Regions from separate parts of the Mus musculus genome. Here all the other regions are linked to region 2. A link is a contact called in public HiChIP or PLAC-seq and promoter capture Hi-C data. All regions are on one chromosome and are shown on one strand. The core of a region is the stretch at or near the end of the contact, and the rest is flanking DNA. Distances in the headings are between cores, read along the strand shown. Region 1 has its middle 4.2 kb from the start of Gm20619. Region 2 holds the start of Sdhaf3 (succinate dehydrogenase complex assembly factor 3). Region 3 overlaps Slc25a13 (solute carrier family 25 (mitochondrial carrier, adenine nucleotide translocator), member 13). Region 4 holds the start of Asns (asparagine synthetase). Region 5 overlaps Slc25a13 (solute carrier family 25 (mitochondrial carrier, adenine nucleotide translocator), member 13). Region 6 holds the start of 1700019G24Rik (RIKEN cDNA 1700019G24 gene). Region 7 overlaps Dync1i1 (dynein cytoplasmic 1 intermediate chain 1).

Region 1 (4,039 bases), core at 289-2,788, 710 kb before region 2:
GGCTCGTGTCAATGCATTTCGAGTATTTAGAGGCCATCTGTTTCTGTTGACTTGTGATTATGTCTCTTACATTTAAATCATCAATATAACACATTCTTTCACCATTGTTGTCACTGTCATTGTCATGGTGTGTGTGTGTGTGTATTTAACTAATGAAGTACACAAATCTAACATTGGCAGCTTCATAATTATAGCAACTCATTTGTATACAAATGCTGTCATGTAGAATTCTTATTTTATTATTTTTGTTGAAGTTTTCATTGTGGAATCTACCATGTATAAGAGAATATATAAAATGTACATGAACATAAATTGTCCCAAAGCAGACCTGAGAAAGAAACACAATGTTGACAGCATACTTAGCGGGATTAAGAAGGATATGTTTTACTCTGAAAATATTTCAAACGTATCACAAAAAATAAGACCGAAATATTCTTCTATACCAGTTATCAATATTAAGTGACTTCTAATATTTTAATTTCATTCTCTTCTTCTTTCTCCTATATATGTTTTTTTCCTTGTAAATCAAGGGTATTTGCTTATATTTATGTACCCATTATCTAATTCTGAATATTTGACTTATTAACTATATATTCTGTAATATATGGGTTAAATTTGTTGATTGGCACTTTTATGGCCTTATAAAATTTCTTACTCAACCACACAGGATCTGCCAAGGATCACATATTGTATTAGTTCTTCTTTCTCTTTCTCCCCATTCCTCTCTCTCTCTTTCTCTTTCTCTCTCTCTCTGTCTCTCTCTCTCTCTCTCTTCTAGGTCTCCCTGTGCTGTTCTAGCTGAACACACACTGCCAGGGGCCAGACCTCCTCTCATTTTGACATTTGAAGTGCTGGATCAGCACTATGACTGGCTCTTACTATGGTGTGACATAGAACCTTCCTAAGCTTTTCCTTCTTGGTTTCTTGTTCATTTGGGGTTTTTTGTTTTTGTTTTTGTTTTTGTTTTTTGTTTTTGTTTTTTTTTTGTTTTGTTTTGTTTTGTTTTGTTTTGTTTGAGACAGGGTTTCTCTTTGTATCCCTGGCTATTCTGGAACTCACTCTGTAGACCAGGCTGGCTTCTTACTCAGAGATCTGCCTGCCTCTGACTCCTGAGTGCTAGGTCTAAAGGCACGCACTGCTGCCAGCATCCTGCCGACCTAAACCTTTCTGGACATTAAGACTTCAGAGAGTATAAGCCAGTTATTTTAAAATATTATTTTTTGTTATTATTGTTGGAGAAACTGAGTTAAGAGTTTAGCAAGAAGACAGTTTAGCAAGAAATACAGCTACAGTTGCACCTGCCCACAAGAGGGAGGAGGATTGTGAATTTGAGGTCAGGCCACAATACCAGGACAGCCTGATTATATAGCAAGACACTAAGTTTTAAATTATCAACTGAGTAAAAAGAAGGAAAGGAGACCCAGGAAGGGTGTCTGATGTATAAGACTAAAGTCCAGAGGTTAGAGCTCTAGCACCCACATACAGTCTAAATGCAGTGGCACACATCTGTAACCCCAAAACTCTGAGAGTGTAGAGAGAGGAAGACCTTTGGAGCTTATTGCAAACAAGCCTACCTGATCAATAGGCGCCAGCTTCAGTGGGATTGACTGTTTCTCACAAAATAAGGAAGAGAGCAATGGAGGTAGAAAACTGAAGCCAACCTCTGTCCTCTGTAACACATGTGAACCTTCATGCACATCCATCTCTCTCTCTCTCTCTCTCTCTCTCTCTCTCTCTCACACACACACACACACACACACACTAAAAAAAGGAAAACTAAGAAACTGATTTATTAAGGACTAATTTCATAGAATTCAGGATTCCTTTGAGACTGCCTTTATATACCCATTAGACTGACCTTAAAAACTATTCCATTTAGTCAAAAAAAGAGCATTAATGTTGGGTTAGGGTTAGAAGGTTAGGGTTAGGGTGTTAAGGTTAGGGTTTGGGTTAGAGGGTTAGAGGGTTAGGGTTCAGGATTAGAGAGTTAGGGTTAGGATTAGAGTGTTAGGGTTAGGGTTAGAGGGTTAGGGTTAGAGGGTTAGGGTTAGGGGGTTAGGGTTATTGGGTTAGAGGGTTAGGTTTAGGGTTAGGATTAGAGAGTTAGGGTTAGGATTAGAGTGTTAGGGTTAGGGTTAGAGGGTTAGGGTTAGGGTTAGAGGGTTAGGGTTAGAGGGTTAGGGTTAGGGGGTTAGGGTTAGGGGGTTAGGGTTAGGGGGTTAGGGTTAGAGAGTTAGGGTTAGAGGGTTAGGGTTAGGGTTAGAGGGTTAGGGTTAGGGGGTTAGGGTTAGGGGGTTAGGGTTAGGGGGTTAGGGTTAGAGGGTTAGTTTTAGGGTTAGGATTAGAGAGTTAGGGTTAGGATTAGAGTGTTAGGGTTAGGGTTAGAGGGTTAGGGTTAGAGGGTTAGGGTTAGGGGTTTAGGGTTAGGGTTAGAGGGTTATGGTTATGGTTATGGTTATGGTTAGGGTTAGAGGGTTAGAGGGTTAGAGGGTTAGGGTTAATGTTAGGGTTAGTGTTACATGGTTAGGGTTAGGGTTAGAGTAAAGACTTTATTTCCATCATACCACATAGCAATAGAGTAAGAATACTCATACTATTTCCATCTCTCAGATAGGGAAGCTAGGAGTGACTTGGCTAATTCTGGAAATCTGTTTCTGTGTAACATAGCCAGAAAGCAGTGGTGCCGGTCGGTGCTCAGGGAACCCCATGTTTGTAACCATCCTTAGCTCATTATCCTTTGTCCTCTAAAACACTTATTATCTGGCCTGGCTGTTATGGATAGCTGTAATCCGGAACAAACACTGCTTAGAAATAATTGGCCTTCTGCACAACTGCCCTTAGCGACATTGGACTTACCACCAACAGGACATGTCTTCTGTCTTGAGCCATGTTCTTCACTTGTCCCCAGGAGACTCTCATAGAATATCCTCATCATCTCATATACAGAGGTAGGAGAGAGATTCCTGGGGTTGACCGCTGAGCTTTTGTTCTTATTGATCTAGTCTTGTACAATGTAATGGTTACTTTTGGGGGTGATGTATCACCATGGAAAAATCACCTCTGTACTGACTATGAAAGATTTTACCCGGAAGGCTTAACAGAGTGAAAAAGGTCTGTGCTAAATGTGGGTAAGCAACTTCCCATGGCCTGAGGTCTCTGACTATAAAGGAGAAAAGCTACTGGAGCCTTGATTGACATTCACCTTTCTCTGCTGCTACACTGAAGGGGTAGTGTAAGCAGCTGTCTCATGCTCTTGCTGCTGTAATGTAGGCTCAAACAGTGACCCCAAAGAGCCCTTTATTCATTAGTGTGATCTCATCACATAGTTTATCACAGTGATGAGAAAAATAACCAATACACTCAGGCTTTGCAGCTCCTGTCTGCTTCCACAGATTTCTGTGTCATCTACACATGTGCAAGTTCCTTAGTTATCTCCAAGTCAAACTGCTCCTTGGAACACCCACTGAATGTCTCCAGCGGTGAATTTAACACCTCTGCTTTGGCAGAGGACAAGCACCTCCAACTTAGCTTGCCACAGACGAGCTCCCCAGGGCATCCATCTCAATCCTGCTTTGCTGTAGTCTCCCCCTGGCTTGGACAGAAGCAATTCCAGAGTTTTAGTTGCTCAGTCTTGGGCTTTTGAGTCAGCAATAACTCTTTCTGTAAAACTGCATTCAACCCATAAACAAATCCCGTTTGCCTTGCCTTCAGAGTATATCCAGAGACATCTTCTTCTCACTCCCTTTCTTAAAACCTTCCCAGATGCCCTTATTCTCAGAACTTTATTCTGCCCTGCTTTATTTCCTGGTTAGTTAGGACTATTTAATACATTCTGCTGTGCTTATTGATTTTAACTTCATTTATTGCAATTTTTGGTCTACTCATTTGTTTGGTTTTGTTTTAAGACACGGTGTCTCTGTGTAGCCCTGGCTGTCCTGGAATGTGCTCTGTAGACCAGGCTGGCCTAGACCTCAGAGACTCACCTGCCTCTGGCTCCCAAGTGTTGGTGTGTGCCACCACTGCAGGGTGGTTTGCTTAT
Region 2 (3,694 bases), core at 412-2,911:
GTTCTGGCAAGTGATGCCTCCTACCAGCCCCCGGAAGTGCTCCAAACAAGGTTTCCGGTTGGAAGTGAAGGAGTTCAAAGATGGAGGCCAGTGTGAGTGGAACTGACTTACTAGGGAGTGAATAAATAGAACATTTAAATTCTAGAGGTAGAGAGACTTTGAGTTGTTCAATAACAGAGTGCTACTGAGGATTTGTTAAGCAGAGGAACGATGTTATCTAATTACAGCCTGGGTAGATCATAACTGAAGTTCAACATGGCCAGAGGCAAGAACACAGATACGGTAGCTATCCAGTAGAAAGAGATAATTATGGTACAGGGTGTGATGGAAATAATGTTTGATTCCTGCATGATTTTGGTGGTGGAGCTATTAGGATTTGCTGAAGGATTAAAATTTAATTGGAACGAAAGAATAAGGACAAGAAGCTATCAGCTTTTGAAATAGTTACTTTTTTTTTCCCCACCTCTACACAAGTTTGGACTTGTGAACATCTAGATTTCTTGTTTTTGTAAGACCCCCGATGCTGGGCCTCTGCAAGTCCCCAGGTGAGCTGGCCAACACCCCAACGTCCTGAGAGAAAACCATACCTGATGCAAACTGCAAGAGGTTTTATTATCAGCTAGCTGAGGATGAAGTCCCTTTGCTGGTGCAGGGCAGGGGAGTTCGACCCGGTGACAGTAGGGAGCTTTTAACAGCTAGCTGAGGAGTTAGGAGGAGTTGGGAGGAGACTTGGGAGGAGTTGGGAGGAGAGTTGGGAGGACTTGGGAAGAGTTCTTCTCTTCCGGGTGTCCTTGGTGAAATTTACAAGGCAGGAGTGGGGAGTGAGTTCTTTCTGAATTTTTATCTCTGTGTCCTTGGCACAGGAAGGCAGGCATCTCTGGTTGTACAGTATAGAAACAAAAAGGCTTTTTGCTGGCTATAGAGAACAAAGAGCTTCTTTCTAGCTGTATTTTTTAAAGATCAGGGAAAACAAGCTTGGGAAACATCCAGGGGCTTTATCTTCCAGGGAGAAACGCTCTAAGTCAGGGTCTCACATTTTCATCTCACATTGTTTAATAAAAATTCTCAGAATCTTGGTCTTGGAAAAAAAATACACATAAAATAACTCCCAAGATTCTTTCATAGTGCACTTGACCTAGACCAACAAAGTCTGCCCTTCAGGGCTCACTTGTGATAACTACCTGGAAGAAGCTATGCCTACTGCATAAACTCCAAGTACAGCACTGCAAAGGACGAGGGCTGTTGCGAGGGACCGGCGAATGCCACACTATTTCAGAAGCCATAACACTTTGGATTAACCACGCAAGGCTTTCTGGAGAAGACTTCAGTTCGATGAAGTCTTTCTCAAATATTTAATAAGAAGAAACTAGCAAATGGAGAAGATGAGTTAACTCTGAAGGTAACAAGTCGCTCACACAAGACTTTTTGTCTTACACAGCAGCACCTCTCTAGGAAACTCAAGAAATTACAACTACTCCTCAACAGCCGCGCCTTTGGCAGAGCGTTTCTGTCCGCCCGCCCCAAATCCGGGTTTCCGGAAGGACAAGATTCTATGACGGACCAAACCGGATGAAGGTCGCGCGCTCTCTTCCGCCCGCTTTGGGGTTCACCCATAGGCGACTTCCTAGCGGGGGCGGAGCTACGCCCACCTTCTGCGCAGGCGCGGCGCGATGCCGGGGAAGCATGTCTCGAGAGTCCGGGCTTTATATAGGCGAATCTTGCTGCTACATCGGGCTCTGCCCCCGGACCTCAAAGCCCTGGGTGACCAGTACGTGAAGGACGAATTTAGGAGACATAAGACTGTTGGTCCTGGCGAGGCCCAGCGATTCTTGAAGGAATGGGAGGCAAGTGACGCCCCCTCCCCGCCCCCTCGTCCCGGACCTTGGGTTTTCAGTTCAGACCCCACCTTCCTAGCTGCTTCCCAGGGTCCGTGCACGGCCAAACAGGGCGTCTGGAATAGACAGACTAAAGTGGTCAAACAGCACTTCTTTCAAGCTCCGTCGCGAATCCCCCAGCTTCCCGCACAGGCTCTGTGCTTGAGCAGTTTCCCCCGCATTCAGAAGAACTTTCTGAGAGTGCTGAGGGTGCCAGGTGCTGGAGAGAGAAGGGTGGCGTGTCTCAGACGTTACTGCACTCCTGACTGTTTAGTGCTCCAAAAGTTCGTCGGCGTTTGTCCTTTGCGTTGCCTTTAGGCTGTTTAGGTGACAGCCGTGTAATTAACATGATGTCATTACTTAGCTGCCAGAATTAGATCATTTCGATCATTTGTTAATTTGTAATTGTAGGGCCTTAGTAAGCTTTCCACTTGACAGATAAATTATATAACCTAGAAAAGACCTAAGGATTGCAATTTGTTAAAGGGGTAATGCTGGCGGGGGCACGCGTTTGGATTCAGTGTTTGACTTTTCTCTTTTCTTTCTTATTATTTATTTTAGGTACATATTTATTTATTTGTGTGTATACGGGTGTGTGTGTGTGTGTGTGTGTGTGCTGGAGGTCAGAGGCTAACCCAAGGGAATGGTCTCTCCTTCCACCACATGGCTCCTGGGGATCAAACCGCGGGCTGCACAGCTTGGCAGCAGACACCTTTCTCAGTGAGCCATCTCCACGACCCTAATACCTTTTTTTTTTTTTTTTTTCTCTTAAGAATGAAGGGGGAGAAAGAGTATTGCATGATGCTGAAGAGTCTTGCAGGATCTCCTCCCATCTTGAAAATATCAGGAGGTGAAAGGAGTTGGGCATTTCTAGAGTGCATCTAGGTATTTTAAAGAAACTGCTCTGGTAAAGTAAAAAAGATTTTTCATGCTGATAGTGGCTGAAGTGATATTTACCTTTAAAACAACATAAAGATTAGGCTAGGGAAAAGCATTTTCATTGAATTCTATAATTCTTGATTGTAGAATTATTGAAGAGAGAACTTTATAATAATGAAATGTATAACTTTCTTAAAAGTCTTGGTTTATTAGATATAATTTGGTTGCCAGGAGCTGGGGAGGTTTAATATTTTTAAATGCAAAACACTTTCTTTAAATATGTAGTTGGTATTGAAATCAGAAAACTAGATTTAAATTCAGACCTCAGCATTTACTAAACATTACATCAGTTAATTTTTCTAGTCTTTCGGTCTGTAAAATAACGGTATTTACAACAGGCATCTCAATGTTAGTGTATTTATTACTTTATTTTATTCAGTTTGTTTGAGTCAGTGTTTTCCTGTGTTCTTGGCTGTCCTGGAACTCAATCTGTGGACCAGGCTGGCCTGCAACTCAGAGATCTGCAATGGATAATGCTAGTATATTTAAAAAGTACTATTTATATTGTTAATCATATCAAAGCTATAATAAGTGTTTGTAAAGTCATGTCTATTAAGTAAGTTTGAAGCCAGACAGGAAGACTTTATCTGTGCTGAGAAGAAAGACTTCTAGTTTGAAAGTCCTAAAGTCTAAGGACTAGAAAGTTTAAGGAAAATGTAGGAAAGGATAGAACTTAGAATAAGTTTATAAAAAGCTGAAGGAAAGGATACGAGAAAACTGGGAAATGTGTTGATGATCACAGGAGGCTTAGTGACAGCAATATCACTTTTTTAAAAAATATTTTAAAATAGCTTTAGACTTACAGTAGAGTTGCAAAGACAATTTAGAGTTCACATACATTCAATACTCTGCTTCCCCCTTTGTTAATATATAACCAGAAC
Region 3 (3,879 bases), core at 996-3,495, 760 kb before region 2:
TCAAGGGACCGTGGTTACCTTCCACCAGGAAAACTTGACAGATTAGCTCAGAATAGGTGTTGTGCTTAATTCTCCAGGCCACAAAGTCCAAAAACATCACTGGGGGGAAAAGCAAGACAAACTTGAACACGACTGCCCCAGGCCAACACAAAAGAACCCTTATGCAGAAGCAAACAGTGGGCTTATTCACTGGCCATCACCCAGTCCTGCTGGCAAAAGTGGTCAGAAGACGAAGTTCTCAGCAAGCCCAGTGTCACCCCATGATACAAGCAAGGCGGGGGTCCTGGAACCACCCCAACACTGGAATCATGTCTCTATCCACCAGGAGATTTATGCAAATTGTTGTAAATCCCTTCGGTGTGCTTGCAAAGGCTCTTCTGAGATCTTTAGACAATGGCTTTTCTGTCCTTCAATATGAACCTACCAGAGCTTGTTAGCCCACCACTATCAGGAATATATTTATTAACCAGTCGCTGGAACGGGTGGTAGTCTCTCTGAAAGCTGCTGATTGGTCACCTTGGTTTGCTACCTCTGATAGACTCTTTCCACTTCCGCTGACTATCTGATAGGCTCTTTCCACTTCCGCTGACTATCTGACACTATCAGTGCCTTAAACCCAGAATTGGCTGATGTTCTCTGCTGTTCAATAACGAAGGGAAACTAAGACCGCTAACCAGCCCAGTCATGATTAACGATACTCCTGAGCACTAGCCAACACAGCCATGATTAATGACACTATAGACCTCCAGGTTTTAGAAGAGCAGGCCCTGTTGGTGGAAAGAGGAAGCTAAAATGAACATTCCTAAAAACGGCATCACCAAAGTGCCTCTGTCTCCACTGGCAGAGCGGAGGCCTTTCTTCCACCTTAGTAAAAATCCTACACCCTTTGACAGGCCATTTACTAGGCATAGGAAGAGGGGCTACACATATGTTAGCCTTAAGTTCCTAGGGTTTTTTTCTTTGAAAGGTAAAGAGATTTTTTACAGAATGAGCTATGCTTGCTCTGTGTGAATACATATTCGCACACCTGCTTAGTTCAGTATGCTACACAATTTGTATGAACAATACCAGACACGGCTATTTAGGATGTCCCTCCTTGGCCCAAGTTTCCACCACATCACCTTCTCCTGCTCCCCAAGCACACAAGTCATTCAATGCTCCTAGTCAGAGCTGGACATCTTTGAGAGAAAAAGCAAACTCTTCCCTCACAGGGTCTAGGCACGGAAGAGCACAAAGGGAAAAGGCCATCTGGGGGTGGGGGGTGGGGGCAATGCTTCAAATTTATGCCACCAAGAATGGACCCCACAGTTTACAAAACATGGCCAGGTCCTCACAGCAAGTCTGAAAGTCAGAACACATACTATTTTCCCCATTTTACAGAAGGGAAAATCAAGGCTCAAAACCAGTCATGTACCTCCATTCCCTAAGTCAGAAGAAAAGCTAGATTCCCCCTGGCATTTGAGTTTTCTCCGTCTCAAATCTCCCATTCCCCCCACATTACAGGCTTACAGAAAATATACGGCACAAGAGTGAAAATCAACACTCTATATGAAATTTGACTAGCAAGATGGTATGTACCTGAAATCCCAGAACTGCAGAAACTGAGGCAGAAAGACCCAGAGTTTGAGACTAGGCCAGGTTACTAGTAAGATCCATTCTCAAATCACCCAACCAGTAAAAAGGAAGAGGGTTTTAATATCAAGACTGTCCTTGAACAGAAGGGAGAACTAGGAGAGAGGAAGGGAAGTTGAGGCTCTTAAAGACACTCACCAAAGCCCCTCCCAACGCCTCAAGGCCATCCTAACACACCGGTCCACCCCTAGCTCTCCTAGCCCGTATAACACTACTCTTGCAAACAGCCCCAAAGCTTCAGGAGGAGTAAGGGGATAGTAATCACATGGGGATTTGCCTAAGACTGAGAGCCACTGATACTATATCCCATCTTAGGCACAGAGAACGATGGAGCCAGAAGATGGCTTCCTAGAACTTCCTAACATCTGTCCTCCATCTATCTACTGCCTACTCGGGAAATGATAGGTAGCTATTCGGAATTTCCATTTTGGCTTCCATTCTCAGCCCCGTGTTGTCCTCAGCAGTGGAAGGACAATCACAGTGACGACTGCAGAAAGTTGGAGAGAGAGCTGCGATGTCCTGAAGGTGCACTGAGATAAGAGTCTAGCTGGTGGCAAGAGCAACACGAAAGAAGATGCGTGCTGAGGAAAGCGAGCCAAAGAAACGGAGCTGTGCTTTGTAAGCCAACACAGAGCAGCTGTTCAGTGCTTGCGCTTTACAGCCGAGGAGCCTGGCGTTATTAGACCGAGCTTATTCTTGGGTACAGGAGCTCCATCAAACCTTAGGTAGTTTCCAGATGTACATACACACATGGGTGTGTGCATCTTAGATAATAACATGTAAATATGTACATGTGCTGGTCATTTAATAATTACTTATTTTCTTATTCTTCATCATCTGTACTTAGAAACCAGAGTATAATACAGTCTAGCTTTAAAACAAAAGATGCACTATGGCTTCAATAAATGAAGTAATTGATTTCCAAATCTACGAAGGAAGAGATTCTTTGCAAGTGACTAATGAAATATCACTTGGTATTTAAGTCAACACAATAGAGAGTTTTGTACTCAGTCAGGTAACACGTTGCAGTTGATTCCAAACTAACGAGGAGATGAAGCAAGGGGCTGCATGTCTGTTACCGCCACACACTGGGGAACATCTAATTTGATTTAACTTAGAATGGAAATTTCAGGTATATTCCTAAAGTCCATGATACTAAATGGTAAAATTAGAGAATCATGAAATATGGATTTTACTTTAACAAGATAAATGCCAGTTATAGCCATATGAGGCGGTCATCAACAGCCATCTGAGAAATATACACAAACTAGGTTAAGAAGCTAAAAACCAGTAAGATAATAACCCAACTTTAGTAACTGGCTTTTTTCATAAAGGGAATAAAAATATAACAGGAAGAACCAGAAAGGTGTCTTTTAGAACAAATAAATTCACTCTAACACGAGTTAGAGTTGCCAACTGCAGGGGAAAGATTCCTACGCATGCGAGTAATTTTTTTTTCAGTCAGCTTGCTTACCCTGGAATTAAGCCACAGTACCAGGCTCATTACTTTCACAAATTGCAGCAGCACACATTTGTGCACTCAAAATAGTTGGTAGGTGTGACAGATGGCAGTAGGGACAAATAAGAAATCCAACGTAGCTGGGGACGGAAATCCCAGCCCTAGGGAAGATCCTAGAACCTAGAGTCGGGAAGATCAGGAGTTCCAGAGCCTTCTTGGCATTTAGCCAGTGTGTTTGGGACCATCTTGAGACGGAGGAGACCTTGTCTTAGGAGGGAAAGGCGGCGGGAGAAATAAAATTGGGTCACTCCTCTCTGGAAGCTCTGAAAATGTGAGACCCAGCTGGATCTCCCTGGGGGCTTCCACAGACCATGCCAGTCCCTACAAAGAGCTTAAGGGACTCCTCAACTGACAATTAAAGCGTCTAGGTGATGGGGCTGGAGAGATGGCTCAGCAGCTAAGAGCACTGACTGCTCTTCCAGAAGTCCTGAGTTTGATTCTCAGCAACCACATGGTGGCTCACAGCCATCTGTAATGGAATCCGATGTCCTCCTCTGGTGTGTCTGAAGACAGCTACAGTGTACTCATCTACATAAAATAATTAATCTTTGAGAGAGAGAGAGAGAGAGAGAGAGAGAGAGAGTCTTGATGAGTAAGATGTGAGGTCTACACTGGTGGCTCTCTTCAGGTCCATGCTCTCAAAATACTGAGGTGAGCTGGGCACGTGCGTTCACATGTATATCCCCACATGCAGATGCACAAACATACATGTAATAAAAATATCTGTG
Region 4 (4,093 bases), core at 654-3,153, 740 kb after region 2:
CTGACTGAACTGTGAATCCGGGTCTCTGATTCCTGCGCCTTCTCTTCGGGATCTTTTTATCTTTCTGTTGGTTTCTGTTGTCCAACCTCAATATGATGGTTTCCCTTTTATCTCACCTTACTGTATTTTATTCTATTTTGTTGCTTGCCTCTTAGAAGCCTATCCTTTTCTAATGAGAGGCAGAAAAGGGGTGAATTCAGAGGGGAGAGGTGGGGAGACACTATAAGTAGAGAGGTGGGAAACTGTTCAGATAGTATTATATGAGAAAAGAATCTATGTCTAATAAAAGGGAAAGGGAAGTGGGCTAACAAAGCGCTCTGAAAATCAATTATGATCACCGAGAACCATTTACCTAGGTCTTAAGGCTCTTTAATGAACTGTCTGGTATGCAAAACATATGCCAGGCACTACATTGAAGTGTAAAGAAAAGTTTAAAATTCTTTCCTTCAGCAGGAGTAAGGAAATTCAAACTCCTTTGTAATCGGACTCAGAGGCCCTCTTGTACCATATTTTCCTCACTGTTGTCTGTAAATTTCCTCCTTTCCTGGTTAACTTCTGCAGCAGTACTGGCCAGTGAGCCATATGTGAAATTTTAATATACTAATAAAGCTCATTAAGAAGACAAGAGAAAACATTAAAACTAATTTTAAACATACCTTAACATGACACACCCTAAATACGACAACCAATACAATATAATCAAAATTAATTATATTTACACTACTTTTCCTAAATTATTAAAACCGGGCTGGAGGGATACTTTAGTGGTTAGAGGCTGCAATCAAACATCAAAACATCAAGCGTTCGGTTTTCATAATCATCGAAATCGACACATTACACTCTTACCACATCTCAGTTCAGACTAGCCAGCATTTCTAGGGGTCAGTCTATGAAAGAGCACAGGCTCCCCGCTGGACAGCGCCGCTTTCGTACACTGAACTGATAGTTCTAAACTCCACTGGATCACCTTAAGACCTCAATAATCAACCCGTGGCCTTGTGCAAGTCTTACTTCAAATGAATATTATAGTACTGACATCAATCAACGAAGAGTTAGCTGTTAAAACCCGTAGGCCACAGGCAACGAAAAATCAAACTCGCCCGTGTATTTTAAAAGTTATCTTATCTGAAACTAGACCTGTGAAATAGCTATCCATAATTAAGAAAAAAAAAAAAAAAAAAAAAAAAGCACGCCAATTCCTTTGCCTTTTCCCGTACTTGGTTGCCTGTCTCCTTAAACAGATTTTTCCCGGCGTGGCTGCGAGTATGGAACTGGAGTGGAGGAAGGGCCTGAGCAGCGAGGTGAGTGAGTGCTCAGAAATCCGGATCCAGACAGACCCAGAGACACTCGCTCTAGAGCTTGGTAGAGCCTCTGTCCTGCTGGAGAGCGAGACCCCTACACTAGCCTGGGGCTCCCAATTACAGCTGGTCTTGTGCAAGCGTCCACCTAGTCCCAGGCAAAACCTTCGGATGGCTGAAATTTCCCAGATCTAGACGTCATACAGTAAAAAAAAATATTTATGGTGTCTAAATGAAGGCCACCTTCGCCTTCTGTCTGGAGCGGCCCTGCCTCCGCGCTGCACTTCGCTCACATGAAAGCTTTCCTGGCAGCTCCGTCCTAGGTGCGCAACAATCGCCCCGCGCCCGCCCCGCCCTGCCTCGCGCTGCACCGCAGCATCGGTCTGGCGCCGGACCCGAGCGCTCCGCATCCGAACTCCCGGGACATGTGCCCGCGCGGACAGCACATCCTCCGGCCTCCCAGGCGAGCAGAGCGCTCCGCGCTGAGCACCCGGCTCCCGCTTACCTGAGCACTAGCGGCCAGGGCCAGAGAAGGTGGAGCAGAGGCAGCGCAGTGACAAGACCGGTTGGAGGCCGCTTCCCACCTTAGAGTCGCCGGGCTTCTGTAACGCGTGCGGGAAGTTTCATCATGTGGCTGGGACCCAACCCGTGCGCAGGGGCGTGGCCCGCAGTGCTGACGAGCGACGCCAGGCGGGGCGGAGGCCAAGGCAAACGTGCATCCTGGGGCCGAGAGCCAGGAGGTGTTCTGCTTCTGTTCCTTAAGGTGCTGTGACACTGCAGGCAGGATAAGCCCAGAGGTCGGGCCGCCAGGTCCAGTGTCCCATCAGCAATAGATCTCCTACTCCTTAATTGTAGTCTTCAGTACTTCCTAACAGAGTGTCTGATATATAGATGTGGATACATAAGTAACATAGGAATACCTAGAAGGACACCACACACAGACACACACACACACAAATAACTACTACTACTGAGCAGCTAAGAAGAACCCCAGGTAATCTCCCTGCAGAGATTAAAAGCACTCTTGAACCAATAGTGCCTACAAATTCATTGTACAATAAAAAGAAATGTTTGTCCTAAGAAACTGTTGTGCCAAGGTTAACTTCTTCACAAAGTCTCCATCAAGTTGATAACATTAAGTTCAAATAGATCAGTGGACCTTGAACATACGGACAAATCCTCTTCCAGAGAGCTGTAGACAGCAGACCAATCCTCTTCCAGAGAGCTGTAGACAGCGGACCAATCCTCTTTCAGAGAGCTGTAGGCAGCGGTCCAAACCTGCACAGCACTGTGGAGATGGAAGCAGGAAGATCAAGAGTCAAGGTCATCCTCTTAAGTAGGGAGTTTGAGGACACAGGGACACACACACACACACACACATGCATGCACGGACACACGCACACCTATATATAAAGATTCTTTTTCAGTACCTCAAAAAAAAAAAAAAAAAAAAAGACCTTCCTCAGCTTGACTAAAAGATTGGTAGTATGCTCTTAGTATTCCCTCGGATAGGGAAAATACACCATGATTTAAAACACACACATACACAATTTTACTGCATTCTTTAATGAATTTATAGTTACTAAACATCAGCACCCAGTAGATTGAGAAACAATGAAACTGTGCTGTGAAATAAACTAAGATCAGATTTTAGGCAGCACTTAGAAAGCCTCTGATCTTGTTGTTCCACAAGGGATGTACTGCACTTGTTTGACCTTGAGAATATCAAATTTTTAAAAAGTCCTTTAAGCTCCTTTAAATACAAATTAAATCTTTTCTTCTCAATAGTTGTTGGAGGGTGAACCCATCTTCTAACTTTTTAACTTATCTTAAGCATATAATCACATAGGGATAGCTAGCCTTTGTTACCTTTAAACTCTTTGTGGCTGCAAAGGGCTTCTTTGAGTTTAATAGTATCTTGAAACAAAGGTACATTGTTTTGTTTTTGACCCATTTACATTTCTAAGGTTAGCTCTTGAAGAATAGCATAGGACGTCCCCACCCAGCCCTTTGGAACAACAGTGAGTTAATTTATCAGCTTGCCCACCTTCTTCACTCAAAATGTTGCAGTCCCAAGCTAGGTGGACTTACCTAGGTCAGAAATTCACCTAGGTCAGGAACACAGAATGGAGACCCCTTTTCCTGGAACTCAGGGATCTGCAGGCCACTAATAGTTTCTCAGAAGACCCTGATTGCCTTCTGCATTAGCAAGCTACTAGGACACAGCAGCTAAAGATAGAGCCTTTGATTCTGCCTCTTCTGACATTTGATCTGATATCTATAAGCCCTTTTCTTCGACACTGAAACACAGTTGGACATGGAACTTCTCGTCTTCCTGTGTGTCGTTCCTGCTTCTCATCCAGTTTCATCTATGCCAGTTGGCAAGCTATACAGTGAGAAGGACACTTCCCTATTCAAGGAAGTCAACTCTAGCTGTAATGCTCTGTCACTCGAGAATTTGTCTGACCTTTATAAAACAAAAGCTGAACTATTAATCTAGGTGGTACGGATAATTGTTTTGTGGAACTCTATAGTTTCCTGTAAGTAGGAATAAGCAAACTTTTTTTATTTAGTCTGAAATAAAAGAAGCAGGGTGCCTTAGTCTATTAGAGAGGATTGAGGAACAAGAAAACACTGAGAAAATTGGGGATAGGGGTTGATGTAAATGGTTACTAATGTACAGGAATGGTCAGTAGTCATAACCAGAGTAATTGGAGCTTTAAGGAGTTAAAGGCAACAGAAAACAACTGGGCATGGTTCAGAGTAGAGCTCAGAGAGCTGGTGACCTGTGAGCA
Region 5 (3,818 bases), core at 624-3,123, 840 kb before region 2:
TGGCATCTCTATCACCCAGTGACACTCAAAATGTTTATGATGGTCATACTGAATAGATGAATTATAGTTGATAGAATTTTCCTTTTTTTTTTTTTTTGGCCATCTTCCTAAAATTCATATTTCAAGGCAACCAGATAGTTTGTTGTTGCTTTTCTGACCTGTTATCACTAGTATTACTGAGGCCAAACTACTTTTAAATATTGTACTACCCTGTCTGTGTAAATAAAATATTAACTTTGTCACACAGAGTTGTCGAGTGAGAGTGACATTCAGTCAGCACCTAATAACACCTGTTGAATGAATAAATGCATTTAATAAAACTTGTTTTCAGAAGGCTCGATAATTAACATCAGTGAACAATGAAAACAATCACCAACCTCAGCTACCAACCCACTGAATTTTAACTGCTGTCAGGGCAACACAATTCCAATACAATGAGATCATTTGAAATCTTCAGTCATTTAACTGAAAACAGCTTTACAGAGAAATATGCATGTCTAAGAAGGGAAAACATTTCTTCCACAAATTCCATGCGTTGTCTCCAATTCCACCCCTGTAGTCTACCTTCATGGTGACAGATGCATTCAAAGAAAGCACACTATTTTATTTACATGCATGAGAACATGCCATACTAAAGATGCTCTGGCCTCAAAATAATGAATGAGAGTATTTTGAAGATGTTAAAGGAAGGAACCTGCCATTATTGCTAATTCTTCCTGGAAAGGACAAATATGTTCTTAAAATGACACGAAGGGTAAAAGCGTCCATCTGCATGGCTCCCCACAGGCTGTAGGGTGCTAGGATATGCAAAATGCTCATGCGTAGAGCACCTGACTTGCTTGATCTTCCAGGTGCAGTGGGGGTCATGTATTAAAAAAAAAAATCACCCTAGATTTCAGGTAGGTTTGCCATAAATTGCTCTAAACCTCTGAACACCGGCCAATCACTTCCTACTGTAAATCTCTTCAAATTCCTCCAACCCTTTCGAGGCCAGTACCAGCAAGCACCCATTATAAGCCCCCTCAAAGCTGCAGAGGGCACACAGGGAAATGAAGAGGTGCTGCTGCCAGTGGGGAGAGCAGGGGAGATCTGAAACAGTCCCTCTACTTTCCTTAATCCCCAAATTTCTACAATAGCTGGTGGCATGCAGACGAAGAGATAATTACCTCAGACACAGTGTCTGAAATCAAAGGGAGGAGAGAGCAAGGCTGCTTCCTCCTCTGCCCAGGATTACACAGTTCGTTCTCCTGCACCAGGGGGAATGGCTTCCTCTTTTAACCACAGCCAGCTGGTTTCCCAGAGGTGCCTAGTTAGGATTTACCGAGCACACACCCACTCCTTCCATTTCCATGCCGCACACAACTCGCTGCTGCCCTTGGGTGGGAAGGAGCTAAAGTGGTGGTGGTGGTGTGTGTGGGGGTCCTGGCTCCAGGCCTGACAGTCCTAAAAATGCAGCCAGCGTCAACCCATTGTGGTCAAACTGGCGTCGCTGTTCAGACCCAGAGCTCCAAGCCAAAAACAGTTAAGTCTCACAAGATTCGAAGATGGCTTTGCCTTAAAGGAAGTCCTTTTCTTAAAAAAGAAAAAAGAAAAAAAAAAAAAAGACATTCTGTCTGTTCATGGATTTATTTTACAAGCACCATGCAGGCATAGCCCATGCAATGAAGGCATGCTCTCTCAGGCCCAGCTACAGAGCAAGGAGGTCCTGTGTCTTAAGTTTCTGACTCCCACAACTTTGAGACATGGGCTTCTGTTAACCATAAAATAAAACCTAGCATTCCTAACATTGTTTCCACATAGCTTATGAATCCTTTCACAGAGAAAATAGGTCTAAAAGCCTCTGAACTATGACTCCAGACTAAACAAAATTATCTCATTTCGATACTCAGAAAAAAAACGGAAGGCATGGCTGTTAGACAACGCTCTGACAGTACCCCACTGAGGTGCAACGTTATCGTTCATTTAGCAATGCCAGATGCTGCTGGGGACAGTCACAAGAGCAAGTGCTTCATGCCCATATCCCTCAGTACCAGATGTGAGGAAGAAAAGAACTACTTGTTTTTGGAGTGTTGGGATTTCCATTGTTGGGGCCACAGCCCCGTCTTTCTAAGAAACACATGCTCGTATCTGTTCACCAGAAGGTTGCTCAACAACTCCCCTTTCAGCCTCCTCAAAATGCCTGAATTTGGGGACCAGAATTGGAAAAACAGTTAAGTCAGAAACCAATGCTGGGAATCCAATGGACGTGCTAGCGGCCTGGGTATCTCTGGAAAGCACCAGGAGAGAAGTCACTCCCACCACTCACCTGCCTCTGGGCCTCGGCCAAGTTGAAGGGTAACATTCCTTCCTCTAGAGGGGCGATCCGCTCAATGTCTGCTAAGGTCATGCGCCTGCACGGAAAGCAAACAATGATGAAGTCCCAGATTTCTTAAATTTACATTATGGAATTCTAGAACTTTCCTTTTATCACTTCCCATATTTCAGTGTGGGCCTTCATTATTTGGTTTCTGTCTTTCTTGCTGAAATCTCCCTACACCTAGCTCCTAACCTTATTTTATTAAACTAACTTTAAAAAAAAAAAAAGCAACTTACCCCCTCGGCTCATATAAATCTGCTAACTGAAACAAGATGTCAACTTCCATGGGTGTAACCTGACCAAACTTCTGGGCTGCCAAAGCGAACTCCTCTGTATGGAAAAGAGAGAGAGAGAGATTCAGAAAGATCGACGCTAAATTCGGTGTTCAGCCAAAGCGCTGGAGGAGTGCACATCACCACAGTTATCATGAAGTCATCCCAGCTCTTTCTCCCACTTGTTCAAAGGATGCAGAACTCCATTCCAACCACCACTGGGAGTAAAGCCATGTGAATGCTCTAACAAATGACACCGGACGGGATTCAAACTACACTGACATTTCAGATACCCAAGTTATTTTTCTAGGTTTTTTTTTTTTTTTTTGTGAATCCTATTGAAATGCTGATAATTTCTTCTTCAAGTTCATGGATCATATTATGCTATCATCAATACAGGTTTGTGGGACCCACATGTGTTTTTGAGGTCCACTGACCGTTTAGCTTAAGTTCTTGTAAAAAACAAAAAGATTCAACAAATCCTATATCTTCACTTCATTCAAAGGCTGTTTTCTGTTTTTCAAAAACTGAGTGTACATTGCTTTGTTTGCTTTAGTTTGTCTGATCAAGGTCTGGAGGACACACATCACCAATTTTACCAGTATGAATGGGATAGCAAATTCTACTATAAACTCCAGACTGCCTTCTTCACTCCCTGTCCCCTGCTCCCTAAGACACTTGAAACAAACATTTTGTTATGCTCACTCACCCTTAGTCACCTCCACGTCTTTCCTGTTGCCAGCCAGAGTACTGTAGATCTTCCTAATGAGTTCCATGTTGTTAAGGAGCGAATTAAATCCATTAAAATAGGAGAAGCTAACTTGATGGGACCTAGTGCCTCCAGCAGCCTTGCCAAGTTGAAAACAAGAGAGAGATGAAAAAAAAAAAGATAGAAAGGGCAAGAGGTTACAAAAGTACATATATTAATCACTGTTTTGGAACTAAAGGGGAATGAATATACAAAAAAAAATCACAATATTTTTCTTTCACTTTAGAAAAAAAAAAAAAGCTAGAAGTGAATTTTAAAAGTGACTGCAGATAATCATGACCAGGACTTATACAAGCCCTGGAAAACTAAATAAATACATGTGTAGGATTATAACAGGACCAGTAGTCATTTACAGAGTTCAAATTTCAGTTGGAAATGTTTTATAAGTTGGTTTATTTCATCTAATGAGCAAATCTTAAGG
Region 6 (4,063 bases), core at 942-3,441, 980 kb before region 2:
AGTAAGCAAAGAAGTCACATGGTAAATAATACCACAGGTGTATAGGTAGCCCTGCCAGACTGTGGGGAAATTGACAAGACAAGGCATTTCATTTCTACAACAAAGCTAAAACAAACAACAACAACAACAAACAAAAAAAAAACCAAATTAAATAGAAAATATATATTAAAATAAAATAGAACAAAAAATCTGCAAGAAAGGTAAAACAACAAAAACAAAACAAAAAACCAAAATATTAGATAGAAACTACATATTAAAAAATCAAACAAAAACAAGCTTGAGACTTTACAAATATCTCAAAATAGGGATCTCGCACAAGTCTTACTTAACACTGTCAGCTTGTTTAAAAGGTTTAGAAAGCTGTCAAAGACATATGACTACTATTTAATGGCTTTCATGAATCTTTAAATATGATATTATAATAATCTTAAATGGCATTACCTTCTAGGGATGCATACCAGAATATTTATAGAAAATATAAATATATTTTCTATACTGCTGCCAGTGATTTGCTCAAAATAAGCCATTTGGGAAAGGGAGAGCCTGTGAATAGAGATAAATAAGACTGCGTGTGTGTTGGTAATTACTGAAGCTGAGTGAGTGACATTAGTCCATTTACCAATATGCGTGTGCAATGTTTGAAGTCTTCTCTAACAACATTTAAAGAAAACCTGAGAGTAAATAACCCTGACAAATATTCAGAACTGTGATCTGCCTCTGTATTTGCCAACCCAGAAGTCGCCAGTGCTCAAGGAAAACACACTTTCTTTGGAGCATGAGAAAAGAGCACAAATTATAATAGATCAAGGCCTGAGAACAAGGTGAGAAGCAGCTGGGGCACCCAGGGTCTGTCTTTCTTTCTTTTGACTATTGAATTTTAAGATGGAGTCTCTTGTAGACCAAGATGGCCTCAAAATCACCCCATAACAGACAAGCCTTGAACTGCTGAAGCACAGGCCTGAGCCTCCCTAGGACTGGGATGTCAGACATTCACCGTGGGGGTTGGGTTTTGCTGCTGCTGTTGTTGCTTTTGTATCTGTTTAAGAACTGTAAGATGCTTGTCCATGTTGATGTTACAGAAGTACGGGTAAAGGAAGAAAACAAAATCTATAAGTGTATGCTGGAGGGAAAGGTAGTTAAAATGTTTGCATAAATAGTACCCCTAGCACGGGCAGAGCAATTCAGTTTAGCTTTGAGCAATGACATCTGTTCTATAATAACAGAGGGACAGGAAGTACTGGGTGGGACAAACACAATCCAGCAGGCTTAGTGACTGGAGGAGAGCAAACACTGATAATGACTATTTTCTTAACAAAGTAGGAGACTCAGGTCTCTGGTGAATGGAAGTAGAAACGCTAGAGGAAACAGATTTCAGCTAGTGTAGATTCATGAATATAAAACAAATTGTGTAAACAAAACACAAATGGCTCTGGGCACGGTGGTGGACCGTTTGTGGTCAGAACAGTATTTTCATGTGTCTATCTTTGAAGCAGATTTTTACCAATGGAGGTCAGCGGTAGAAGTTTCTACATAAAGAAGGGAAGGAAAGGTTTCTGGGTTGGAGCTTTACCAGAGTGTGATGGAAGTAAACTAGAACGTGGGACCTGGAGATAGAAGAAAGGAGGCATTTGGTTTTATAAGCTCATGAAAACAGGAAATAAAAACAGACAGGAGGAGGAAAGGGAGCGAGCATCTGGAAAGCCATCGAGGATCAAAGAATGGGTAGGAAGGAAGGAACTGGGAAAATGATAGCAAGAAATTGCTATAGGGAAGTAGGATGCGTGGATGTAGCATTTCATGACTGGCCTAGCTCCAAACGAGGTTTTAAAAAATCATGAAGAATACAGTTGCCCACAGTGGAAACCTAGTGAAGGTGGAGGTCACTCGAAATAGGAAGAATATAGAGAAGAAGGCAAAGGTGCTGCGACACAGTGGGTTTGAAATGGGTCAGATCATCCCAGATCTGACTATAGCAGGGCAGAAAGAAACCATGATGACAGTGGTTAAGTTTTCAGTGACCCCGGCTTTTCCCTGGAGTGGAAGAACGGTGAAGCAGTCCCAAGGAGCAAGAAAGAAGCCTTTTCACTCACTGTTTGGAAAATGCACACACGATAACAAACAGCTGCTGCCCGAGCAAGGTCAGCCTTTTAGCCGAAACAGGAAACGTTGGTCTAGGATTCCACTGAGGTATAGAGAGCTACCAACTGGAAAACAGACGACACGGGGTGGGGGTGGGGGTGGGGGTGGGGGTGGGGAGCATTTACTATGGAACGAGAGATCCACAGTGATGGGGATGGGGGCACGTTGGAAACATCTGGAAAACAGCAAATTGTGAGAACAGATTTTGACAGATGCATACTAATAGAAATTTCTACAAAAAAAAAAAAAAAAAAAATCCTGTGCGGACCTACAAAGAAGGAGGAAGTGGGGCGGGGCTTAAGTTCCAACTCGGAACTCTGCAGCTTGAGGACAGCTTGAAGGGAGTCAAGATTAAAACACATTACACATCCATCCTTAGCCCCAACCCTGACCACACCAAGTTTCATCACTAAACCGCTGTCAGGGAAGACTTCACTGGGAAGCAGAAACTTTGTTGGAGTGGTTTTCCTCATAAACAGAGGGCCAGGCTGCATTCCAGGCAGCTGAGTCAACAAACACAGTAGCAGACATTTTTATCCAAAAGGCTAGAAAGTCGGGGTCCAGTAGGGAAATGACGCTGGAGAGATAGCTGTGCTTGATACAGATTTTCAGTTTATTAGATGATGGGGGTAATTAATTACAATTTAATTATAAGAATTTTTGTGATACAAAACCAGTTAATTTGCATTGGGTAGCCCATATCAACCTTGTGGTAAACGTTTCTTTCTTTTTTTTTTTTTTCAAAAAAATTTATTAGGTACTTTCTTCATTTACATTTCAAATGCTATCCTGAAAGTCACCTATACTCTCCCCCCTCCCCCCACTGCTCCCCTACCCACCCACTCCTGCTTCCTGGCCCCCGCATTCCCCTGTACTGGGGCATATAATCTTCGCAAGACCAAGGGCCTCTCCTCCCATTGATGGCCCACTAGGCCATCCTCTGCTACATATGCAACTAGAGACACGAGCTCCGGGGTACTGGTTAGTTCATATTGTTGTTCCTCCTATAGGGTTGCAGATCCCTTTGACTCCTTCGGTACTTTCTCTAGGTCCTTCATTGGGAGCCCTCTGTTCTATTCAATAGCTGACTCTGAGCATCCACTTCTGTATTTGCCAGGCACTGGCATAGCATCACAAGAGACAGCTATATCAGGGTCCTGTTAGCAAAATCTTGCTAGCATATGCAATAGTGTCTGGGTTTGGTGGTTGTTTATGAATGGATCTCTGAATGATCCTTCCTTCGGTCTCAGCTCCAAATTTTGTCTCTGTAAGTCCTTCCATGGGTATTTTGTTCCCCATTCTAAGAATGAAGGAAGTATCCACATGTTGTCTTCCTTCTTGATTTTCTTGTGTTTTGCAAATTGTATCTTGGGTATTCTTAGTGAGTGCATATCATGTGTGTTCTTTTGTGATTGGGTTACCTCACTCAGGATGATTATTCTCTAGTTCCATCCATTTGCTACAATTTTCATGAATTCATTGTTTTTTTTATTACGTATTTTCCTCAATGACATTTCCAATGCTATCCCAAAAGTCCCCCATACCCTCCCCCCCCACTTCCCTACCCACCCATTCTCATTTTTTTTGGCCCTGGCGTTCCCCTGTACTGGGGCATATAAAGTTTGTGTGTCGGATGGGCCTCTCTTTCCAGTGATGGCCGACTAGGCCATCTTTTGATACATATGTAGCTAGAGTCAAGAGCTCCTGGGTACTGGTTAGTTCATAATGTTGTTGCACCTACAGGGTTGCAGATCTCTTTAGCTCCTTGGATACTTTCTCTAGCTCCTCCATTGGGGGCCCTGTGATCCATCCAATAGCTGACTGTGAGCATCCACTTATGTGTTTGCTAGGCCCCTGCCTAGTCTCACAAGAGAGAGCTATATCTGGGTCCTTTCAGCAAAATCTTGCTAGTGTATGCAGTGGT
Region 7 (4,123 bases), core at 1,470-3,969, 940 kb before region 2:
CAGGGACTGTTTCTTCCATGGTACCAAGCGCCCAGATAAAAGCTGACAATCTAAACCCAAAGCTCTGTCTATGGTGTCTATGCATTTGATAACGCAAACACTGGATTTGTGGTTGTGCTTTTTAGATTTCTCACACATTCTTAGGGTGAGAGCCAGGCATTGAACTCAAAGTACACAAAATCATATTTGTATGGGAAATGGTGATAGTAATAAACATCATTGTAGGAAAACAGCCAATCTGAATTAGTATATTAACTCACTTTTCAGTCATAGTAAGTTACATGCATTTAAAATGATTGGAGTAAAATAATGTATAATTATAATTTTAGTGTTAACTTGATTTCTCCTGTGCAAAGTGCATAATTTTTAAAAGAAAGGAAAAGGCACTATGAATTCCAATAAAATTACTTATTTTATAGTAAGTATGGTAGCAGCCGCTTCCATTTGATAAGTATATGTGTAAAAGACCGTGATCATAATTAGATTAATTACTATATAAATTGTGTGCTTATTGAGGTAGCATTTGGTTTATGAAAATGGGTTTACAGTATTAAAATCTTTTCAAGTGCATTTTTTTTCCAAAATTGATACAAAGTACTTACAACTTTCATATTTTGTGAGTGGTTGACTAAGTGGAAAGCCCTAATGTTAAGTTTATGTAAACCATGGTAAAATGTGTCTAGTGCTTTTCAACGGCCTATGAATATATACCTCCTGAAACCGATGGCAGCTTGACATTCTCCGTCTTCAGGATCTGTCTGCCATTTCTCAGTTGTCTTTGGTGGTTGTTTGAATGCTGAAGCAATTGTCATTAGACGTTAAACGTTAAACGTTTTATGACTGACAAATTGTATGAGTTTTATAATTGTAAAGCTTTGTGTTGATTGTTTTTTGGTTGGTTGGTTTTGTGTTTTGTTTTGTTTTGATTTGTTTTTGGCGTCTTGAGGTAAAGTTTTCTTGTTTAGCTCATCTGTCCTGGATCTTGCTCTGTAGACCAGACTGGCTGCAAACTCACAGAAATCCACCTGCCTCTGTTTCCCTATGCTGGGATTAAAGGCGTGTGTCATCGCTGACACCAAAACTGTTAAATTTTGTCTCAAAAAAGTGTCAATGAGAGCAGTTAAGTCAAATCACATCCTGCAAAGCCCAGTATAAAGGTCTGCCCTGCCAGGAAGAGAGACTCTTTGGTCTGCAAAAAACCTGAGACTTTTTGGTTTGGTTTGGTTTTTTGGTGTGTGTGTGTGTCCATGTGTGTTGGCATATCTAAAATAAAATATGAAATCAAATATCTGCTTCTGTGTTTATATATAAATGCATATATATCACATAGGTTGGACTTGAAAATGAGGAAGAATAAATGACCCATTATCCCCTTGTCAAGAAAGAATTAAACGTGTATTTCCTAGAATATCAGCTATCATAACATCTTTTACCTTGGATTTTTTTTACTTGAAATAAATTAATTATGTATCATTTAAGTAATAGCCAGTCTTCTGGTATTGTAGAAAAAACCTTGTCCCTTTTCCTAGTAGGCAGGCCAAACAGATCGGGAGCCCACTCCTAGGCTGTCTTCTGGTGACAAGGTAGTCATTTCCCAGTATTTAGATTAAATCTTTTATTCTTATTGACCTTGGCACTAAGCTCTCTTGAATAGTAATTGAACACCTTCTAGTATCTAGTATCATAAAGAGTCGACTTGTCTAGCAAATATAACAGCAAAGTAGTATAACCTTTGGAGAACCGAATCTGTAGAAACACACCCAGAGATAACGTCCTCCTCTGTTAAGGCAGGCACAGCGTGCCCAACACAGTGTCTGTCATATAACAGGAATGAATGAGTCCCGGCGTGAAGTGTGACGGGAGAGTTAAGCAAAAGCTTAATTGTACAATGCGTTCAGAATGCAGCCTCCAAACCGAGTACAGTCTGGTAGCCACAGGAAGTGTGACTGTATGTGCACAGAAAAGGAGTTTTAGAAAAGACTGTTTGTCCTTCCAGTCATTACCTGGTCTTCCTCCCTCCCTCGCTTTTAGAAGAGAGAGATTGCCTTGGCGGCCAATGCAGTGAAAACCTAGTAGTTGACTCAAACACTTGTCAACCGCTAGAAAAATGCTTCCTTTTCATTGTGGTTTTTTTTTTTTTTTTTTTGGGACACTATAGATATGATAAATCATGAACTGCATTATAAAAATACTTCTTTTATGCCCAAACATTCCGTAGGAGGAAATGACATTTCTTTTATTACCTTGGTAAATGTTTTTAAGGTGTTTAGCGATAAGCTTTCTTTTTGTCAAAACTGCTTAGATTCCGTGGTTGCTAGGAATTTACTGGAAAACCTATAGTCAATAACATGCGGGAAGAGGCAGCAGCATGGTTAGTCAGCTAATGTGGGGAGAGGCTTGTCTAGGAACCCTTTCTTTTTGCCCTGCCTCTCTCTGTGTGTCTTTTGTACTATGGAAAGGGAGGTGATTGGAGTTTAGGAAGTTTATTCTCCATCATTGTCCATCAGCCATTGTTTCCAGCACTTTCTGCATCTTTCGGGCTGAGAAATGGATTGTTCCCAGTAGTAGACAAAATAATAACATCCAACAATTTCAGGAGACAGGCAGCTGATATGATTTCAATATGTGCACAAGCAAGGGCATCTCTAGGGCTTGCCGAATGAGGTCTTTCTTTCTCAGCTGTTGTTTGGTTTTGGTTTTCTCTGCAGGAAAACACCTCTGGATTTTGGTACCCTTGCTTACAGGATAAATTTTAGCATGAAGAATAATTGTAACTGTTAATTTCTCAAGACAAGTGTTTAAATTGCTTATTTCCTTCCATAGTTACTGGCTTACTGCCACTGCCAGACCCGTATCTGTTACTATTTACTTTGTCTTTTATGTCTGATTTTCGTTTCTTACCTTATTAGGTGGGAAAAAAAAATAACGTTGGTTTGAGAAACATCACCCGTTTAAAGATAGAGGAAAAAGGGCTTTGGCAAACAGGTCCAGGTTAGAAAGCAGGTGACCTCCCTAGTAATTTTAACCTATTGACTGGCTGGTAATAGCAGGCTACAGAGCAGATGTGCATGCGTCCGGCTTTCCTGACTTCTCGGAAGCTTCTTCTAAGGCTAAGTCGTCCCGCCACAGTCTACCTCGTGGTGGAAGGCTGTAGTGTGTCTTCGCCTGTGTAGCTGCGTCCTGGCACAGGATTCTGGTCCGTGGTTTCCTCCGTTGCTAACAGGGACCTAGACCTTGCCTTTCTGAGAATTAAACACAGTGAAGCTGCGTTTATGTGAAGCGGGTCTGCCCGGCTGATCTAACGTGGCTGTTTCAGAACCTGCTACATCCCACTTTGCTCCCATCTGTGTGTCAAAAAGCAAAAAAACAAAAAACAAAACAAAACAAAAAAACAAGACAAAACAAAAAACAAACAAACAACAACAACAACAAAACAACAGGCTTTCTCTGAACACAGATGCATGTGTGCATGCCAGTGGGTTTCTGCTCTCCTGGATTTGGGTGCCATTAATATCTGTGGGTGGGTTTGTTTGGTTTTAACCTTTTGAGTCTAGAGGAGTTAAACTGTCATTCTGAGGGAATGTACACAAGCTTCCCTCATTCTGTAAGGCACTAGAAACAGTGTGCATTAAAATAAAAAGGTCATTTGTACAATATCTTTTTAGCAGAAAACTTTCCTGCTGGTGTTAATATTGAATATGACATCGTTCTCGTGTCTGTTCACTATCGGCGGTTCATGTTATAGCCCCACAGACTTTTTTTAAATGACTCCACTTAATTGAAAGATTACAAAGACACTGATGAACCACACATCCACAAAAGTATTTATCTTGAACCTAGAGACCACCTCACTTAGTTTTTTGGCCATGATTAATGGAACTGAGAAACTAATTGAGATTATGGAATATTTTTTTCAACCTCTTAATTATCCAAGGTTTTCCAACCATGCATTTGTAAATGGTGCCTGAGATATATTTTATCACAAAAAGATTCATAGCTAGAAGTGAACTGCAACTATTTAATGGAGTATAGAAATGATCCTTGAAACAGTCTTTACTGCAGCTATTTAAAATCAGCTGCTAGGGACTATAAATCCTTAGAATTTACTGAAAAATGAGGGAGA

Evidence for each region. Promoter capture Hi-C pulls out the DNA fragments that hold promoters and counts their contacts. HiChIP or PLAC-seq counts read pairs in DNA pulled down with a chosen protein or histone mark.
Region 1: a contact with region 2 is called in a promoter capture Hi-C map of liver, with 2.3 times the contacts expected there. The contact joins the enhancer-like site here to the promoter of Sdhaf3 in region 2. A contact is called at or near these places in 3 of 39 promoter capture datasets (the 3T3-L1 cell line, 3T3-L1-derived adipocytes and liver) and 1 of 9 other capture datasets (adipose tissue).
Region 3: a promoter capture Hi-C map of hippocampal neurons shows a contact between it and region 2, with 3 times the contacts expected there. The contact joins the enhancer-like site here to the promoter of Sdhaf3 in region 2. A contact is called at or near these places in 5 of 39 promoter capture datasets (the 3T3-L1 cell line, embryonic stem cells, hippocampal neurons and 1 more), 1 of 115 datasets of contacts at active chromatin or transcription factors (astrocytes) and 1 of 9 other capture datasets (macrophages).
Region 4: a promoter capture Hi-C map of embryonic stem cells shows a contact between it and region 2, with 2.8 times the contacts expected there. The contact joins the promoter of Asns here to the promoter of Sdhaf3 in region 2. A contact is called at or near these places in 11 of 39 promoter capture datasets (the C10 cell line, cranial neural crest, embryonic stem cells and 7 more), 12 of 115 datasets of contacts at active chromatin or transcription factors (the 230-238 cell line, cardiomyocytes, embryonic stem cells and 5 more) and 3 of 9 other capture datasets (adipose tissue, liver and pancreatic islet).
Region 5: an H3K27ac HiChIP or PLAC-seq map of embryonic fibroblasts shows a contact between it and region 2, with 6 times the contacts expected there. The contact joins the enhancer-like site here to the promoter of Sdhaf3 in region 2. A contact is called at or near these places in 3 of 39 promoter capture datasets (the 3T3-L1 cell line, the C10 cell line and embryonic stem cells), 3 of 115 datasets of contacts at active chromatin or transcription factors (astrocytes, embryonic fibroblasts and embryonic stem cells) and 2 of 9 other capture datasets (adipose tissue and macrophages).
Region 6: a contact with region 2 is called in a promoter capture Hi-C map of embryonic stem cells, with 4 times the contacts expected there. The contact joins the promoter of 1700019G24Rik here to the promoter of Sdhaf3 in region 2. A contact is called at or near these places in 5 of 39 promoter capture datasets (the C10 cell line, the SN4741 cell line, cranial neural crest and 2 more) and 1 of 115 datasets of contacts at active chromatin or transcription factors (craniofacial prominence).
Region 7: a contact with region 2 is called in a promoter capture Hi-C map of the C10 cell line, with 6 times the contacts expected there. The contact joins the enhancer-like site here to the promoter of Sdhaf3 in region 2. A contact is called at or near these places in 8 of 39 promoter capture datasets (the C10 cell line, the SN4741 cell line, cranial neural crest and 5 more), 4 of 115 datasets of contacts at active chromatin or transcription factors (forebrain, large pre-B cells, neural tube and 1 more) and 3 of 9 other capture datasets (adipose tissue, embryonic stem cells and macrophages).

Annotation. Positions count from the first base shown.
Region 1 is chr6:6,242,478-6,246,516 of GRCm38.p6, forward strand. No RefSeq gene overlaps it. Among named protein-coding and RNA genes, the nearest start is that of Gm20619, 4.2 kb to the right of the region's middle. Within about 2 kb of position 1,539, at least 7 of the 459 cell types and tissues checked have an H3K27ac peak or open chromatin away from gene starts, as enhancers often do. A contact at or near this core is called in liver, where this site is marked.
Region 2 is chr6:6,954,357-6,958,050 of GRCm38.p6, forward strand. It overlaps Sdhaf3 (succinate dehydrogenase complex assembly factor 3), which reads left to right and starts at 1,662. Exons shown (of 2, transcript NM_001077713.1): 1 at 1,662-1,844. The coding sequence starts at 1,671.
Region 3 is chr6:6,191,891-6,195,769 of GRCm38.p6, forward strand. All of the region lies in intron 1 of Slc25a13 (solute carrier family 25 (mitochondrial carrier, adenine nucleotide translocator), member 13), which reads right to left. Among named protein-coding and RNA genes, the nearest start is that of Slc25a13, 23 kb to the right of the region's middle. Within about 2 kb of position 2,246, at least 14 of the 459 cell types and tissues checked have an H3K27ac peak or open chromatin away from gene starts, as enhancers often do. A contact at or near this core is called in hippocampal neurons, where this site is marked.
Region 4 is chr6:7,691,306-7,695,398 of GRCm38.p6, forward strand. It overlaps Asns (asparagine synthetase), which reads right to left and starts at 1,904. Exons shown (of 12, transcript NM_012055.4): 1 at 1,804-1,904.
Region 5 is chr6:6,111,633-6,115,450 of GRCm38.p6, forward strand. Slc25a13 (solute carrier family 25 (mitochondrial carrier, adenine nucleotide translocator), member 13) reads right to left here. Exons shown (of 18, transcript NM_001177572.1): 7 at 3,338-3,476; 8 at 2,593-2,686; 9 at 2,306-2,390. Among named protein-coding and RNA genes, the nearest start is that of Slc25a13, 100 kb to the right of the region's middle. Within about 2 kb of position 1,874, at least 31 of the 459 cell types and tissues checked have an H3K27ac peak or open chromatin away from gene starts, as enhancers often do. A contact at or near this core is called in astrocytes and embryonic fibroblasts, where this site is marked.
Region 6 is chr6:5,975,202-5,979,264 of GRCm38.p6, forward strand. 1700019G24Rik (RIKEN cDNA 1700019G24 gene) reads right to left here and starts at 2,192. Exons shown (of 3, transcript NR_040255.1): 1 at 2,091-2,192. All of the region lies in intron 14 of Dync1i1 (dynein cytoplasmic 1 intermediate chain 1), which reads left to right.
Region 7 is chr6:6,017,327-6,021,449 of GRCm38.p6, forward strand. All of the region lies in intron 16 of Dync1i1 (dynein cytoplasmic 1 intermediate chain 1), which reads left to right. Among named protein-coding and RNA genes, the nearest start is that of 1700019G24Rik, 42 kb to the left of the region's middle. Within about 2 kb of position 2,720, at least 4 of the 459 cell types and tissues checked have an H3K27ac peak or open chromatin away from gene starts, as enhancers often do.